3 separate regions of the Mus musculus genome follow, and regions 1 and 3 are each linked to region 2. Evidence: chromatin contacts called from public Hi-C and promoter capture Hi-C data. All regions are on one chromosome and are shown on one strand. Each heading gives the region's core, a stretch centred on a gene start, on an enhancer-like site or on the middle of the called end of the contact. The rest is flanking DNA. Distances are from core to core; before and after follow the strand shown.

Evidence for each region. Promoter capture Hi-C pulls out the DNA fragments that hold promoters and counts their contacts. Hi-C and Micro-C count contacts between places; a contact is called where the count stands out from the background.
Region 1: a Hi-C map of B cells shows a contact between it and region 2, with 11 read pairs. The contact joins the promoter of Zfp266 here to the promoter of Zfp317 in region 2. A contact is called at or near these places in 1 of 484 Hi-C or Micro-C datasets (B cells), 5 of 115 datasets of contacts at active chromatin or transcription factors (the 230-238 cell line, astrocytes, embryonic stem cells and 2 more) and 2 of 9 other capture datasets (adipose tissue and liver).
Region 3: a promoter capture Hi-C map of pre-B cells shows a contact between it and region 2, with 9 times the contacts expected there. The contact joins the promoter of Zfp26 here to the promoter of Zfp317 in region 2. A contact is called at or near these places in 13 of 39 promoter capture datasets (the 3T3-L1 cell line, the C10 cell line, the HPC-7 cell line and 6 more), 2 of 484 Hi-C or Micro-C datasets (cortical neurons and spermatogonial stem cells), 4 of 115 datasets of contacts at active chromatin or transcription factors (astrocytes, embryonic stem cells and memory CD8 T cells) and 2 of 9 other capture datasets (adipose tissue and embryonic stem cells).

Annotation. Positions count from the first base shown.
Region 1 is chr9:20,519,729-20,523,397 of GRCm38.p6, forward strand. It overlaps Zfp266 (zinc finger protein 266), which reads right to left and starts at 1,691. Exons shown (of 9, transcript NM_001082485.1): 1 at 1,616-1,691; 2 at 1,292-1,391.
Region 2 is chr9:19,619,602-19,623,615 of GRCm38.p6, forward strand. It overlaps Zfp317 (zinc finger protein 317), which reads left to right and starts at 2,490. Exons shown (of 9, transcript NM_172918.4): 1 at 2,490-2,684.
Region 3 is chr9:20,458,659-20,462,241 of GRCm38.p6, forward strand. It overlaps Zfp26 (zinc finger protein 26), which reads right to left and starts at 1,502. Exons shown (of 10, transcript NM_011753.3): 1 at 1,287-1,502; 2 at 889-1,003.

The DNA.
Region 1 (3,669 bases), core at 441-2,940, 900 kb after region 2:
GTCACTACCTCCCTTCACTGGTGTGCTGAAGCTGAAACCCAGGGCCTCACACATTCTAGGCAAGAGCTATATACCACTTCACTCAGAAATCCAAGCATCAGTTAGTCTACAGTGAAAAAAAATCAAAAATGGAGAAAAAAATTTAAATGGAGAAAAATGCCAACAGAAACAAACCATCGAAATGCGAAAATGCATACCTCCTTAAAAAGTTACTATAACAAACAACATGACCTACCCTAGGTTCAAAGATCCTAAAAAGGTATCTGAAAATTTCAATATAAGAACCTTAAAATGGGGGTTGAAGACTTAGTTAAAAGTACATACGGCTCTTCCAGAACCAGAGATCTGGTTCCCAGCACCACACCGGCACCGCACCAGGTGGCTCACAACCTCCTGTAACGCAGCTGTAGGGAGCCAAGGCCCTTTGTGACATCCAGGGGCACTGCACTCAAGGCAGAAACCCACACCCCACACATAAACAGATAACAACTTAAAATAGATTAAATAACAGCAAAAATGCCTTAAAGAGGTCTTGGTTTATAGCTCAGTAAGAGAGCTTACTAAACATGCACAAAGCCCTAGATTCAATTCCCACTATTAGAAAAACAAAGAAACTTTGAAAAGATCTTAGATGCAAAAACACCCAAAAACTTATAACAATGAAGAATTCTGATTTCACACAAAGAAGATATTAGATAATATTAATTTTTTATTATCTTGGCTGAAAGATCAGTATTTACGGTCTTACTGGGTCAGTATCTTCTTTTTTTTTTTTTTTAGAAAATGTATTACCCCGTTATGTAAAAAAATCATGCCTGAAATTCCCAACCTATTCTCAAATAGTTCAACATAAACTGTATTTTAATTTTCCTTGAAAAACCAACCAGTTTAATCAGTACTAACCTAACAAAGCCTCCATTTTTTAAAGTCTGCAAGGAGGCACAGGCCTACAACATTCAGACAATAGCTAACTATTTGGGCTAGGGTGTAGCTCAGCAGGAGAGTGCTTAGCATCATGAGGCTCTGAGTTGCGGCCCCAGCATCAAATCAAGAGTAACTTGTTATCCTTACTTTTCTTCAACACAAAGACCCGGGTCTTTGTACGTTTATATTTATATACAGATAAATGCACTCTGCGAAAGTCTACAACGAAGTTGCCTTTTTAAAAAAATCAGAATGCAATGTGTCTCAGGTAAACATAGGTCCCACGAAAGCGAAATAATCGGATAAAGCATTCCTTTCCATACACACACAAAAAGAAAAACAAGAGGAAAAGGCTGCCCTCACCCACCTTTCAGCCAAAGCTCGGCTCCCCCAAACAGAATCGCCCGGTCCAAGAATGGAAAATGCAGCGTCTCAATGTGATACCAATGGCGAAAAGTCTATTCTTTCTGGGGAGGAAAATAATTCCACGAAGGTTACTTTACACCGGCTTTAGAAGAAAGGTGGGTGCAAACAGCTCAGGGCTGAGTCGGGATGCGCACTCGGGCCGCGGCACCCGGGAAGGCTGCAGAGCCCGGGAAGCCGCGGGACCCCGCGAGCAGAGCTCGGCCCGCCTCCCCGCACAGGCCTACCGAGTCCTCGCCCTCCCCGCGCCGCCCCCGCAGCTCCTCACCGAATCCTCACCGAGCGCTGCGTGGAGAGCCCTCGGACAAACGCCGAGAAGGACTCAGAGCTCGGAGAAAAGGGGGGGCTGGCCGTGACGTCACTTCCATTTCCGGCTCGGAGTTCTCAGCCACGTTGGAGCTCTCCAAGCTGGAGAGAAAAACTTGTTTGTTCCAGCGTCCCGACAGTTGCACCCTTTTTCGGGTGGGTTCATAAGGGGCGTTGAGACAGGAAAAGAGCCGAGAGGTCGAGATCAGAAGCGAGACCTTGAAGGGGGAGCAGTGCGGGGGCGGGGCGAGAGGCGGGACCAGGCCGGGGTGCGCCTCGGTTGATGGCGGACCGGTGGGGCGAGGATGGGTGTGGGGACGCCCCGGTGGAGATGCTGCTGACAAAAGCTTTTCTCTCCCGCCTCTCCCTCACGCTCGCGATGCCCTTAGCCATGTTGCACAATCTGCCAACCCAGGAAAAATGATCCGTTTGGTCCATTCAGTTAGTGCTGTCTCCAGACACCTTTATGTCGACCTGTCTTTGTGTGTCTCTGGACTCTGCTAACACCTCAGTCCTTGATTCCATCACGTTTTCACCACCCAGGGCTGTTAGTAGAGCCCGGACTAGCATCACGAAGCCCTGGGATCCATCGCCAGTACCGTAGATGGTACTAGTGGTGCTTGGGAGAAGAAGACAAAGTTCAAGGCCATCCTTGGCTACATAGTAAATTCAAGGCCAGTCTGTCTGGGATACATGAAACCCTGTATCCAAAATGCTTAGTTCCTAACATCTTTTCCTGATTTTTCGTGATAATGGGGTGTGTGTATGTGTGTGCATGGTTTAACAGAGTAAGCAGGCATGTACATGGCAATGTATGGAGGTCAGGGGACAACTTTCAGGCGTCCGTTATCACCATGGGTTTCAGCAATGGAAGTCAGCTTCTCTTTCACCCACTGAGCCAGCTTTTTGGCCCAAACGACTTAATTTTTAGAGACAGTTTAACAGCTTGGGTGTTTTCTATTTTTGGAATAATTCAGAGTAAAACTAGGTCAGGCATAGTGATATGCACCTTTAACAGCCCTCAGGAGGCAAACACAAGTGGATCTCTGTGAGTTCAAGGCCAGAAAGAGTTATAAACTACTTCATAGTTTCACATGGATCCTATATGGATACTAGCTTTGTGTGTGTGTGTGTGTGTGTGTGTGTGTGTGTGTGTGTGTGTGTCTCATATGGCTGTGACTGTGAATATAAGACATGAACCTAGAAAGGGGACCATGAATGGGAGATCAAAAGATGTTTTAAAGAAATGGAGAAGTTGGTCTGGAGAGATTGCTCAGTGGTTAAGAACCTTTGTTGCTCTTCCAAAGGACCCTGGTTCAGTTCCCAGTACGCATATGGCAGCCTACAAGTGTCTGTAACTCCTTTTCCAGTATACCTGATACCTCTTTTGTTCTCCATGGACATGAGACAAGCATGCAATGCCCAGACATACATGCAGGAAAAGCACCCATACATCAATAATAATAATAAATAGAAATAAAGGCATTAAATTGGGAGGAAGAGAAGGGTACATTTTGGGGAGGTGGGAACTGTGGAAGGAAATGACAGTCAACCAAAACAAGGTATGAATAGAAATGCCTAATGAAACCTTGTTGCTCTGCTGACTAAAAAACAGGCAAGGGGCCAGGCGTGGTGGCACACGCCTTTAATCCCAGCACTTGGGAGGCAGAGGCAGGCGGATTTCTGAGTTCGAGGTTAGCCTGGTCTACAAAGTGAGTTCTAGGACAGCCAAAAAAAGCATGCAAGGGGCTAGAGAGATGGTTCAGCAGTTAAGAGTTCTTGCAGCTCCTTCTTAGGGGATGAGTTTGCATCCCTGCATCCCAGCATCCATGTCAGGCAGCTCCTTAGTTAACAACCATTAATAACTGCAGCTCCAGTGGATCCTCAGATCCTCTTCTGAAATCTGCAGCCACCCACACAAATACACACATACACATAAATAAAAATCTTTTGGGTGAGTTCAAGGCCAGCCTCGTCTACAGAACAAGTTCCAGGATATCCAGGGCTACACAGAGA
Region 2 (4,014 bases), core at 1,240-3,739:
ATACCCTCCACTTTCTCTTCTGTCAGAGTCAGTGCATATGGACTTATATGCAGATCTTTAGTCTATTTGAAGTCAAGTTTTACACGTGGTTATATGTATGGATCTATTTGGCTTGTTCTACATACAGTCATCAAGTTTGACTAGCACCTTTGATGTGTCTTTTATCCAATGTGTATTTCTTTTTTCCTTATAAAAAGTCAGTTTTCCATAGTAGTGTGGACTTATGTCTGAGTCTTGAGTTACATCCATCAATGTGGCTGGTTTTGTGCCAATTTCATGCTGTTTATTACGAGAGCTCTGTAGTATAATTGGAGTTTAGTTGTCATGATACCAGCAGTTCTTTTACCATTCAGGGTTGTTTTAGCTGTAACAAATTGTGTGTGTGTGTGTGTGTGTGTGTGTGTGTGTGTGTGTGTGTGTGTGTGTTTAAATGAAGCTGAAAATTGTCCTTTCAAATTTTGTGAAGAATTTGTTTAAAATTTGATGTGAATTTTACATTGAATCTAAAGTTTGCTTTTGGTAGGACCATTATTTTTACACAGTTCTATTTGTTACTTACCTTATTGTTGTGACAACATAAATAACAAGAAGTAACTTAAAATTAAAGAGTTATTTGGGCTTATAGTTTGAGAGGATTCAGTCCATTCTGGTTGGGAAATCCTGGCAGTAGGGGATAAAGCAGCTTGTCATATTGCATCTGCTGTTAAGAAGCACTGAGCAAATGGAACCGGAATCAGACTCTCAAACCTCAAGACCTACCCACTCTAGTGACTCTATCAAAGTTCCAGTTCCTAAAGGTTACACAGATTGCATAAACAGATGTCCCTGTATTGGTCAGCTACATAAGCTTGTGGCTACAATTTTACCTTCAAACAGCAACAGAGTTACAGCAAGAGCCTGGAAATCATTGCTGTATGTCTCAGATGCTACCTGGTAACATTTTTGACTCTCAGTGTGGTAGATGCTAGTGTTAAATTGACCCATTCAAGGTAAAATGAGTAATATTTTGTGAATTAGTGAATGCAGGTTGACAAATAGAAGTATAAAAATGTTGACTGCTACTATCTGAAATTTCCCTACTGCCAAAAAAAAAGAAAGAAAGAAAGAAAGAAAGAAAGAAAGAAAGAAAGAAAGAAAGAAAGAAAAGAAAGGAAAAGAAAAAAAGGAAAAGAAAAGAAAAGAAAGGAAAAAGAGAATACAAATGTATACTAACTTTGAAGATTCTTTAATCTTTAATAGTATCATGATTTTCATGGTCCATGCTGAGAGGATAGGTTGATAATGCAGAAATACTATGGTTATGAGAACTTTATAACTTCATGTGAAGTTCAAATACTATCATAAATCAAATTAACTTAGGCAATTTCCAGTATCCTCAGTTCATTTCATTGCCCATCCCTATATCTGGCTGAACAACCTTTATGAAATTCTTTAACATATATTATTAAGACATGAATAATCTTAATCAATCCTAAAAACTTACAATGCTATAGATAGCAACACAGATACACAGCAGAGTTTTTTGTCCTACTTTTCTGCAAGATATTAATCTATCACCCATCATATTTATTAAATGCCTTGATCTTTCACTCTTTTCATTCTATGACTAATAAAATCCCATGTGTGCAGTTCCTTGGCAAAAATTTGTCTTTTGTCACACCCTCAGTTGGTGTTTCTGGGTCATGGTCTTTGGTATTTGTTTGTGAACAAATTTATCTGCGGCAAGAGTAGTTTTGTGTTGACACCGATTTTGAAACGAACAAGTTGATAAAGCTGCTATATTTGAGGTTAGGTTGGGTGTGTTTTCAGTATTTAAATATGTGTCTAAATATCTTAAGTAAGGCAGTGTAGTTTTGGGGGTATAGGTATGGGTTATGGGTTATAGTGATTGCATACAATATTTAAAGTAGGAAGAGTGACTGCTAACAGGTTCAGGTTGATGATCTTAGAAAGAAGAACAAGCTGAAGGCAGGCCCATAAGATGATGTGGTGCAATTAGAACTTGGAAAAAGCATATATATACATATATACATATATACATATATACATATATACACATATACACATATACACATACACACATACACACATACACACATACACACATACACACATACACACATACACACATACACACATACACACATACACACATACACACATACACACATACACACATACACACATACACACATACACACATACACACATACACACATATATATATTCTACTTGAGCATCCTTGTCAGGGCCGTCCAACTAGAAACTACATTTCCCATAAACCCTTGTCAGGGCCGTCCAACGTAGAAACTACATTTCCCATAAACCATTTCAATCTCATTTAGAAGCAATTAATCGGTTTCGCGAGAGTTCCTAGTTCACCAAGAATGCACGGCTCATTAAGGTTATCAAACTCCATTTCCCAAGATGCACGCCGTGAAGGTTTCACGTTATAAAAGGCTTATGAAGTTTCGCGAGATTTCGAAGACGGACGTGAAGTAGAAGCCATTGCTTCGGGGAGCTAGTGGAAGTCACATGTGCGAAAGGATAGTTGGGGTTTCCCCTGTGTTTGGACCCTCCTGTTCCCCGAAGCGTTCTGAAGCATTCCGGGGCCTTGCGTGAACTTCTAGTTCTTCCGCCTTAGCCGCGGAGACTTCCGCTTCCTGGATTCCACCCTCAGTCTGGTAAGCCCGTGGTTCGTCACTTAACCCGTTAGCTCCAGGAAGCGGAGGGCTGTGGCCGGGATGAGGACAGCAGAAACCTTAGGAGGCGTGCCTTGAGGTCCCCATCCTGGCGACCCAGGAGAGGTTTTAAAATATGTAGACCAGGATGTTCAGGGGTGTCGGAATGACAGTGATTGCTCTTAGCATGGGTTTCCTTCCTAAAACTATCATTGATATGTGCACACCTTTTTCTTTTTGTTATTGTGAAACTTGCCTAATACCTTTTCTATTATGTTAAATCATCAGTTGCTTTATGCGTTTGTTGGCTGACAATCCTCATGTGAATAAATTACTTGTAAACATAGTTGTAATTTAATTTGAAAGTTAATCTAATTAAATACTTTGAACTTTTTCCATAATATTTTTCCAAGCTTTTATATAAAAGCCACAACTTCAATAAACATATAATTAAAGATAATTAAAGATAGCAATAGCTATGTTTTTTGCAGAGGCCAAATTTTTGTTTGTAGTCTACAAGGTGACAATGGTATCCGTAAGTAATAAACATGACTTTAGAAGTTAGTGATGATGGTTACACAATAATGAACATGATAGGTGCCAGGGAAATTGAACACTTAAATTTTAAATAAAATGGCAATTTTTATATTATGAAAAAATATTAAAACGATGACCATTTAGTGAATTTATAAGCTAGATTATGATGGAGATCATTAAAGACTCGTGTGCTCTTGTTATAGTACATATTTTCTCTCCCCTATAGTGAAATATGTGGATTTTGCTGTTCCCCCAATACTATTATGTATTTTAATGAAATCATTTTTCTACTGATCCAAGTATCCCATTGCACCAAGTATCTTAAACTCAAAAGGTAGTCACTTTTCAATAGTGTCACACCTTATATTTTAAAATGAGATGTAAAACCCAGATGCTGCATTTCTCTCTCCAAGGTGTGTTGGGTCTGTATTTTAGTCTTTAGAATATTGACATTTTTATGCCATTAAATTTTATAGTTAATCTGTTTATATAGCTGAGCAATTTGATTTTAAGTGTATTTTCTTTTTTTTTCCTCTCAACCTTTTTTCTACTTGTTTTTTTTTTTTTTTTAATTTTTTATTAGGTATTTTCTTCATTACATTTCAAATGCTGTCCCAAAAGTCCCCTATCCCCCACCTTAGAATTCTGTGGTTCATATTGTTGTTCCTTACCTGTGTTTTCAATAACATTTTCTTCAAGCTGTTATACTTTATGAATTTGAGATCAAGATTATTTCTAAAATATATATTTCTACTAATTTAGTACAGTATTTGGATGTTGTTCATAGGCAGTTCTG
Region 3 (3,583 bases), core at 252-2,751, 840 kb after region 2:
TGGGCTGCCCTTCCCACAAAGGCTCTTCCCTATATAAACCAAACACTTTGGTCTCCCCTTTCTTGTGTTTTCTTTCTCTCTTTCTCTCTCTCTCTCCTTCCCTCCCCCCCCCCCCCACTTTCTTTCTCTGCCCACAGATGCCTTTTCTCCTGCCCACCCCCCAATCCCCACTCCACACAATGACTTCCCCGGCCTCTATCCTTGGGGCCAATGTACTCACCAGAGAGCAGCGTCCCAATAAACCTGCTCTAATATTCTAATCTGGCTTGAATTGGCTCATTTCACCAGTGGAGAAATAACATATCAAATAAAGCCTCACCCATTCCTTAACAGAGTTCTATTATTTATTTAAGGGGGGGGGGGCGCACATGACTGCAAGTGCCTAGAGACTCTGGTCTCCCCATTCCCAGATAGCTGGAATTACAGGCTGTTACACGCCACTAACATGGGTGCTGGGAACTAAAATCTGATCCTCTAGAAATGACATGTGGTCTCTTAATCACTAATCCATCTCTCCAGTCCCAAGTTTCAGTTTTTCATGAGCCATCCCTTGAGTGCCAAACTCCCTATTTTTCCCTTGTTAATACTTTATTGTTGGGATGAAGGGAAGGGGTAAGGGATGGTTTGTGGTCTGCAAACAGATAAATATGCATGGCCTGAGCATTTAACACTTTCTCAAAATGGATGCATGAGGTTTGGGGGAGAGAGAGAGAGGGGAGAGGAGAAAGGGAGAGTGCAAGAGAGGGATGGAGGGAAGAAGGGAGGGAGAGAGAGAGAGAAACAGAAAGAACTAATGAAATGCATCGGTTTCCACGAAAGCAACTAAATTCTAATAGTTGATAGTGAGAGAGACTGTGGAGGAAATGAGAACGGACAGAAGCTCCTCACCCTGGGACTTTCCTGCTCCATCAAATTCCACCCACTGCTCACAATGAAGCGGGATGGCCAGGTTCCTGGAGCGATGGGGCGCGAAGACAGATTCCAACGGCCGAAATCCTTCTTTCTGGAAGGCAAAAATTTTGTACGATTACCTTAAAGGCGTTCGAGGCAGCAAGGGCTACATTCGAAGGCACGGGGAGCTCAAATATCGTTCCGATGAAATGGCCCCCGGCCGGGACCTGAGAAGTGCAGGGCCCTAGCCTCTGAGAAGCAACGGGGCGAGACTCGCGGCCTGGGAACCAGCGGAGTCGCCATGGAGGCCACACCCAGGCCTCACTCCCCACCTCCGCCACCGCCCATCCCCTTACCTAGCCTCACCAGAACCCGCCCAGCCGGCCTGCTACTACCGAGAAAAAGAGAAGGGGGCCGCACGAAGCCACACCGGAAGAGACGGAGGCGAGCTGCGGTTCACTTCCGTTTACCGTGTCCGAGTCCTTCCGGAATTGAAATTTCGGTTCCCCGGAATTGGATGCCGATTGATTCTGAAGCGGAGGTTAAAAGCCCAGTCAAAGAATGAAATTGAAGTTTGAACAAGATTTCTGAGCGAGAACGGCCTTCTCGATTGGCCAATCCCAGTGCAAAGTTAAACACACACCGGGAAGTACGGGGTCTCAGGAGGCTCACAAACCTTTCCTTCCCTACCTCCTCTTGGTTCCTGTACTTCCTGGGCAGATGCACTGCCAGGTCTGTGAACCAGCCTATAGCTTCCATTTAACCACTTCAGTCTTTACTCTCTGGATACCATGCTAAATTCTAATCGTTGGTAGTGAAACGAGCTAGAAAGATGGGGAAAATGAAGAGGACATGAAAAAAGAAAGCCTCACACCCTGAGACTTTCTGATGAAAAATTTAAAATGTGAACACAACTGATACAGCCAAAAATTGCATATACAGAGGGAAAAAATGTGTGTTTTCATAAAGATATCTCAAATAAGATGTTAAAAGCAAATATCAGTGCATGGCAGCACACCCCTGCAATCACAGCACGCAGAGGCAGAGACAGGCAATCTTCTTGATTCGAGGACTGCTAGATCCACAAAATAAGTTTCAAGCCAGCCAGGACTGCAAAGTGAAAACTCATCTCAAAACAAAATGAAAATAGTAAGGCGACAAATTCTACTTACTTAGGGCCAAAATGTCAATAGTCTTGAATTTTACTATATTAGCATTCCTCTCAACCCTAAATCTGAACAATGTACTTCACAAAACCATCTTACAATTTCATTTACAAACATATTCATTAAGAGTAAACAGTAAGAGTAAAAATTAAGTTAATATATTGTACTTAATTTTAAATGTTATTTAAATTTTAAGCTATGCTTAATCTTTAAACCTTATAAATTATATCCTTTGAGAAATATAACTTAGAAAGTCACAAGATTTTATATGTGTGTGTGTGTGTGTGTGTGTGTGTGTATGCATTGAAGATATACTTAAATGGGATGCCCTATAGAAGCCCACACCAGTATCTTGTGATTGTGTACTATCTCTTTCCTATAAAACTTTGTGTCCTCTACTGATCTAGCACTAAGGAGGCAGAAGCCAGCGAATATCTGTGATTTTGAGGCTAGCCAACTCTACAAAGTGAATTCTAGGACAGCCAGGGGCTGGTATATAGAGATACCCTGTGGAAGAAGAGAAGAAAGAGGAGGAGACCAACAACAAAAACAAAGGGGTGTGTGTGTGTGTGTGTGTGTGTGTGTGTGTGTGTCTGTGTGTGTGTGTGCATGAGCCCTGGCCCTCTAGAAGAGCTTTATACCTTCATATTATGTTTGCTCCAGGAATGAAAGTGGCCATGCAGTATTCCTTTCCTCTGTGTGTGTGTGCATGTGTGTGTGTGTGTGTGTTCTGTGACTTAGCCTGTCTGTCACCACCTTTAATTGTTGGCAGACAGATATCCTGAGATTGGTTTTGAATGTCTTGGTGAGTTGTGACAATGAGCTAGCCTTGGATGCTAGCCCTGAGTATCTGAAATAAGACCTGGGGCCCTTGCAGGATTTGCTCACTGATGCCCACGATGGAACATCTGTAAGTCACAGTTGAACTCTGTGCCATTCTTAGTCTAGAGGTGGCCCACCCAGCAGCTTACTTCAGTTGGAAATATGCAAATGCATTTGGCCTTTTTTTTACTAGGGATTTTGCAGGAAACCTTGCTAAATACTTTTTAGCTTTTATTGCATTTCTATGTTTTGTGTGTTCATGGACACATGTGCCTTGGTACACTATGGAGGTCAGAGAATAACTTACAGGCATCGATTCTCTCCTTTCACTACGTGGGTCTTGAGAATCAAACCCAGATCATTAAGCTTGGCAACATACTTACAAGTTTACAAGTCTTAGTTTTTATGTTCTCTCTCTCTCTCTCTCTCTCTCTCTCTCTCTCTCTCTCTCTCTCTCTCTCTCTCTCTCTTAGTTGGGGAGGCTGTTTGAGGCAGGGTCTCTCTATTATGTAGCTCTGGCTGTCCTGGGAGTTCACTATGTAAAGGAAGCTGACTTCAAACTCACAGAAAAGTACCTTCTTCTCCCTCCCATGTTTGTTTGTTTGTTGTTGTTGTTGTTGGGACAGAGTCTCTCTATGTAAAGCAGGCTGAGCTTGAGGCCTTGGAACACACAGAACTCTGCCTATCTCTATCTCCCTAGTACT